2 separate regions of the Mus musculus genome follow, and region 1 is linked to region 2. A link is a contact called in public Micro-C data. All regions are on one chromosome and are shown on one strand. The core of a region is the stretch at or near the end of the contact, and the rest is flanking DNA. Distances in the headings are between cores, read along the strand shown. Region 1 has its middle 22 kb from the start of Gm39748. Region 2 has its middle 16 kb from the start of Camk1g.

Region 1 (3,255 bases), core at 177-2,676, 1.5 Mb before region 2:
CTAATTAGAGTACTAGTAAAAAGGAAGAAAAGAAGAAGGAGGAGGAGGAGGAGGAGGAGGAAGAGGAGGAGGAGGACAGATTTATCTAAAGCATTAGGAAGAGGAACAGATAAAGGGGCCAGTGAACCCCAAGTCCATTTTCAGGACATTGACAGGATCTTTAGGGTTAAATAGAAGACATTAGGACAGGAGTAAATACCACTAAGCAGTCATAAAGATGTAACCCGGTTGATTATTATTGTCTACTGCCTCACCTCCCAAGGGCTAGAATTACATATGCTTGTCCCACACTTAATTCTTCTTAGTTCTTGTTCTGAAAAGTGAAGAAATTATTAGGGCTGACATCACTTGAGGGGAGCAATGTTTGTCTTGCAAATGATTATTTCTGCTCCAAGATGCATTCTCATCCTAGGGTGGGGATAGAATAGTCTATTCTAAAAGGATTTGATCTTAAAAATCCAAAGTGACTGTAGTTTGGACAATAAGTTCCTTTATATCTTTATCCTAAAAAGAGGGTGAGACAGATTAGGTATATGGACTCCTAAACTGGATCGAGCAGGAGATGGAGACAAAGTGAAATGAAGACAGAAATTCTGAGCTTTCATCATGCTTTCAGCCACCTACTGGGCCCTGTTGAAGAGGTAGGTACTTTTAGCAAATGCATCTTCTAATTGCCTGTTATACGGGCAGATGTTGCAACCGACCTCGAGGCTTATTTAATTGTGGACTTTGTCTAGGAGCCAAGACAGCCAACCAGGTTCCTAAAGGTTCAATAGGGGGTGGGGGGTTGGGGTGGGGGGTGGGGTGGTGAGAGTGGGGGTGAGGGGGCTTTGATTTGCTCTACCTCCTTCTGAGTGATTGACTGTGAATCACCAAGGTTATTTCTTTGCTGTAATCATGAGCTGGAATATTTGCAACCTTTAGGTTGGTGGGATTCTGTGAGCAAAAGACTGAGGCAACTTGCTCATGCAGATTAGAAGACCAAGGTGGGTCTAAAAATGGGGGTTGGGTTTCCATGAGCTGAAATTCCAGACTGAGGTTTAGGGCCTCAGGGGAGGAGTGGTGAGAATTGAGATGGGATCCAGGGCCAGGGGGGATCTGAGGGCCAAGATGGCTGTTGAGAGCTGGTGATGGGGCAGTTCAGGGCAGGTGTAGACTGCTGATGGCCTGGACTGGAACTGAAAGTGAAAGCCAGAACGAACTTTGAGGGCCAAATTGGTTTAGGAGAGCCCTTCTATGGTTTACTCTCAAATTCTCACGTCTCAGTTTCTCAATAAGAAACCAAGATAAGGGATTCTTGGTTAGAAACCCCACAATCGTCCTACTGTTCCAGCCAGGGACCCCAGAGTCATTTAGAGCAGCTGCTAGCAGCACAGACTTGTATTGGCCTTTTGCGCAGGCGCAAATTGCAGCTCCTAGACCGCCTGGTGGGCACTGTAGCTCGCGTGCACCCTCTGGTGGATGCTTGGAGCAATGGCTGGTGGCTGGGAATGCACAAATTTATTTCAGGCGCCCGGCCAAACGCAGTGATTTTCCAGGTCCATGCAAGCCAGGAGGAGCGAGTTGCAGGGAAACTAGACGGAAGTGCCACGCAAACCCGCCTTTTCTGCATTGTTTTGGAGTCAGGTGAGAGCAGTGACGGGAAACGCTGCTCGCCCCTCCTGGCCTGGACCATCTCTGGCCTTGAGAGGGCACTGGGCCCAATAGCTGCTCATTTTGGAGGCTACAAGAGACAATATGTCCAGATGAAGACTAGAGCTGGCCCGCGCATTCTTCCTGGCCAGTATACAGAGTACATGTTACCTCTGCTCACTCGCAGTAAAGGCGTAAATAATGTGAGGAGAGACACTGCCCAGAGAGGCTAGAGTTCTGCAAAACTTGTTGAAGTTGAGGCATGACCCAGGACCTGCCTATGCTTAGCAGAAAGGTCTCCCCAACCACGTGTAAGGCTCAGTTAGGAAATGTGAACCCACAAAATGAGAATTGCAAGTCCTGTTAATTAGGAACACACACATGTTCACTTTTCTTAACTTTTGAGGGCTCCTGTCTCCAGACTCTAAGTTATTCTTGCTTGATCTTCTTGAGTCCCATTGTATTCTGTTTGGAGCAGTCACTTTGAAATGTGTTTCCTCCAGCCTAGGACTTGACAATTAGTCATCAACATTATCACTCACCTTCTGTCCCTTTTAAGAACATGTTGAGTATTCCAATTTTTTTCCATCTGAAATTTTGAGTGCATTCAGTTGAGAAATGGCCTCTCTAAAGCGTTCCCCCTTTTCACACTTTCTCCAGCCCAGACTGGATCCCTTTGATGGTCATCATCCAGTTCTCCAGGAGGACCTGTTTGAGTAAATTGGAGAATAAAAAACAACTTCAAAAGTGTTTTTATCACTTTTGTAGAAATCATGCATTCTATTCAAAGATACCCCCTTTTCTCCGATACTGGCAGTGACCACAGGTGCCTGGGTTTTTACTATATAACAGCATCACAGGCACTGTGGGTGAGTAAGGCTCATGGCATGCCCTCACTATGATGACACACTGTCTCGTGTTCTTCAGGAAATATCCAAGAAGATGACCTCATTGGCAAGTTGGCACAGTGCCCTTGTTGCACAAAGGGATACATTGAGATCCAGATAGAAGGCACTAACTGATCACTCAGCAAGTTTATAATAAGGTTGGAATTAGATCCCAGGTTTCCTGATATCCACTGCATTTGTTCTTCTATTGTGTTTTGGAGACTTTGAGACTTGGAAGATGTTTCCTTGTTGTATATGTTTACTTAGGGATCATTAATAGCAGTCTCACTATGTACTAGGCTTAAGGCAACACATGCACAGTTACATATTCCACAGTGAAGCTTCAACCACTGATGAACTCACAGATAGCAGTGGTCCTGAGGACTGTGACAGAGCTGAAATGTTCATATTATTCAAGGATATTGTAGCCATTTAGATGTCATGATGCAGCTCATCACTCACACTTGTCGAGATGGAGTGAACAGTTCTAACTACCTTACACAACGTAAAGTGCACATGATCAAGTTCAGTGTATAATACCTGATGATGAGTGGCTATCTTAATGATTTATGCTATTTGTAATTATTATTTTAGAGTTCATTCTTCCTTTTTAAATTTACAGTTAAAAAGTGCACATGTTCTACCAGCGTCAGTTTCATATGCCATATGTTCACTGGTCTCATACCAAAGGCAGTGTTAATTGATAAGCTTCACCATCTATGTGTATGTGAGTTCA
Region 2 (3,317 bases), core at 63-2,562:
AGCCAGCCCATTGTTGAGGTGTTTCTCTCCAGGACCCAGCTGACAGACTGGAACACAGCAGGCTCAGCTCTGACTAATTGCCAGCAGTTGGCTGAAGAGACATTCCTCATCGAAGCAGCCTCATTAATCTCCTAATGCCAACATAGCCTGGCTAGTGGCAGTCCTCTCTGCTTCCATATCTACATGCTGGCTTCTAGAAACCTAGTGGTAGAAAATGGCCTCCTTCCTGGAAGGGGGCACCCTGCATCTGGTTAAACCAAGTGTTTGCAGAGCTCATCACCAAGTCCCAGAGCCTTAGATGTTTGCCTCCCAAGTGGAGGACCATGTCTGGCATCACTGAGACATCTTGGAGGGGCTGAGGAACCTCAAATAGGACAACCAAAGAAATGGCTCTTGGAAATACTTGCAGGATGTTTGGATATGTGCAGGAGATGTTTTCTAGAAAGCTCTAAGGAAATCCTGGAGAATAGCAGAGCCTTGTGCCAAGCTGCCTTCATCCTCTGGTCATAGTGTGGCAGAGACTCTTCCATTCTGCTCCTCTGGGTGCTGCTACTGTGAGTTTGTCCCCCTGAGATGGGAAGCTCCTACAGGACATATCTTCTCTCTCCTTATTGCTTTGTACCTGGTCCCACAAGCCAGACCACCCACTCTCATGCAGATATGGAGGCAGAGCAGAGAGGGAGGTACATGGGAGATGGAGAGGCCAGGAAGGAAAGGGCCAGTGAGGCAGAAGCTTGGAGGACACATCTTCACAGCAAGAATATAATGGGCATCCAGAAAGATGCTGCCAGGTACAGTGAGGCACCCTGCAATCAATCCCAGCACTCCAGGGAGACCCTGAAGGGTCACAAGTTCCAGGACAGCCTTGGCTATCTAGTTAAACCCTTTCTCAGAAGCTAAAATCAAAACAGTGCAGAAAGAAAGAGATACTTTACTAAACAAAGATCCCATCGCTTGCTGTGGCCACCAAGGTGGGTGGGCTCCCCAGCAGCAGGAAGGATAGACAGAAAAGCCAAAGCTTTATACAGGAAATATGGGATGTAGACGGTAAGTACACAGGTGTCTATCTTCTTTATTGCTTTTGTTCAAATGGACAGACCGGCTGGCCTCTGTCCATTCCAGCAATCCTGCCAAAGCTCTGGAGAGCCAGCTGGAGCCTGGCCAAGTGGTTATTAAAATAGTCGCTGAGGCAACACTGCCCTCTACTGACCACAGGTTGTCATGTCTCTGAAGCCGCTCTGCCCAGCAAAGGGCTTGAGTTAACTTGTTTCCTCTCAGCCTTGTCCTTTGTCTCCCCTTTGCCCCACTTTGTTGTAGCAATCTGTTCAGATTTCCTAGGACTTTACAGACACTGTAAAGAGCGCCATCTGGGACCAGCAGAGCCCAGACAACGTGCCAGGCCAGCCAGTGTCTTTGCTGCTTCATTGTCTTCTAATAGCTGTTTGCTGAGTCTCTGCTGGGGAAACACAGACCTAGGGATATGTGTGGAGCAAAGCTCCAAGCTGCCTTGGTGAAACAGGGGTTAAGACTTGGGGTTAAGACCAATGATAAAGCAAGGAGTGAACTAGTATGCAATGAGCCAATGACTCAGACACATCAGCAACTAGAAACATTTCTCCCTCTGTGTGTGTGTATGCATGTGCATGTGGGCATGTGCATCTGCATGTGTGTGAATGTGGGCATGCGCATCTGTGTGTGTATGCACGTGTATGTGAACATGTGCATCAGCATGTGTGTATGTATGCATGTGTGTATGCATGCATATGTGAGCGTGTGCATCTGCGTGTGTGTATGCATGTGCATGTGAAAATGTGCATCTCTGTGTGTATGCATGTGTGTGAGCGTGTGCATCTGCGTGTGTGTATGTATGTATATGAGCATGTGCATCTGCATGTGTGTGTATGCGTGTGTATATGAGAATGTGCATCTCTGTGTGTGTGCATGTGTGTGTGAGCATGCACATCTGCATGTGTGTGTATGCATGTGTATGTGAGAATGTGCATCTCTGTGTGTGTATGCATGTGTATGTGAGCATGCGCATCTGCATTGTGTGTATGTGAGCATGCGCATCTGCATGTGTGTATGCATGTGTGTGTGCATGTGAGCATGCACATCTGCATGTGTGTGTGTGTGTGCATGCGTATGTGAGCCTGTGCATCTGTGTGTGTGTTGCAAGGATGAGTGTACCTACCCATACTCACACTAAGGCCAGAGGAAGATGTGGTATTGGGTATGGGTTTTGTAGCTTTTGTTTGTTAACTAGGCCAGTGGCCAGTGAACCCCTGTAATCCTCCTGTCTCTGCCACCCCATCCCCCAGCATAGGGTTAGAGGCACACAGGTGGCCTTGTTCAGCTCTTCCCCTTGGTGCTGGGATCTGAAATCAGGAACTCACATTTGCACGTCGAGCACTCTTACTCACTGAACTGTCTTTCCCGGCTACATGATTCATCCTTTAACGGTTACTGATCAGATGTCCAGGTGGTATGTTCAATTTCAGGAAATGGTTGCCAAATATTCCAAGTAAACTGATACTGAATCTCTTTACCAATGGGAAGAAGTATAGAAGAACACCGGGCTTTAAACAGTACCGGCCTGCGTGCATGCAGGTCTCTTAATAGGGCACCTGAGACAAGAGGACTCCCTGCCAATCTGTCTGTCTCTTTCACTCTCAAACTTGAGATGGATCAAAAACTTGTGAGGTATTTGTAGAAAATTTGACTTCTGACTCGACCTCAGCAGTGTAACTCTGCTCCACACAGACACCAGAGAATCCGAGCCAACAGATGTCGGGCTCCTCACAGTGGCGGCTTCTAGCTATCCTGTGACCAATCCTATGGGGATATTTAATGTCTCCAGCAGAAGTCACACCAAACCGCAATCCCCTGCCCACAGTGATGAGCACAATACTGTCCACCCTCCAGGTGGGAGCCCTCAGTGCTGATGGGAGGGATGAAGTGGACAGTGGTGGACACAGGCTGTTCACCACACTTCTTCATATCTGTTTTCTCACAAAGATTCATAGCCTCATGTCGATGATAATGGTAGTGATGGTGGTCGTGATGGTGATCATGGTGAGAGTCATGGTAGTGATGATGATGGTTAAGATGATGAGGGCGATGATTAAGGTGATGATGATGATTTTCTGATGGTGATGATGGTGGTGGTGGTGATGATGATGATGGTGATGTTTACAGGTGACAGCTATTGCTTATTCTTTTCTAATAATAGTGCTCAGTATTGTTTTAACTTTCAAAACAACCTTGTATGGTAAGTGCCATTTACAGCTCCATTTTAATTTCATGATCGCTATTGAGTA

The links. A called contact is a pair of places that touch in the nucleus more often than the background predicts.
Region 1: a contact with region 2 is called in a Micro-C map of the HL-1 cell line, with 2.9 times the contacts expected there. The contact joins two enhancer-like sites. A contact is called at or near these places in 6 of 39 promoter capture datasets (the 3T3-L1 cell line, 3T3-L1-derived adipocytes, embryonic stem cells and 2 more), 2 of 484 Hi-C or Micro-C datasets (the HL-1 cell line and cerebral cortex) and 1 of 115 datasets of contacts at active chromatin or transcription factors (astrocytes).

Annotation. Positions count from the first base shown.
Region 1 is chr1:194,877,937-194,881,191 of GRCm38.p6, reverse strand. No RefSeq gene overlaps it. Among named protein-coding and RNA genes, the nearest start is that of Gm39748, 22 kb to the left of the region's middle. Within about 2 kb of position 1,426, at least 253 of the 459 cell types and tissues checked have an H3K27ac peak or open chromatin away from gene starts, as enhancers often do. A contact at or near this core is called in the HL-1 cell line, where this site is marked.
Region 2 is chr1:193,384,201-193,387,517 of GRCm38.p6, reverse strand. No RefSeq gene overlaps it. Among named protein-coding and RNA genes, the nearest start is that of Camk1g, 16 kb to the right of the region's middle. Within about 2 kb of position 1,312, at least 29 of the 459 cell types and tissues checked have an H3K27ac peak or open chromatin away from gene starts, as enhancers often do. A contact at or near this core is called in the HL-1 cell line, where this site is marked.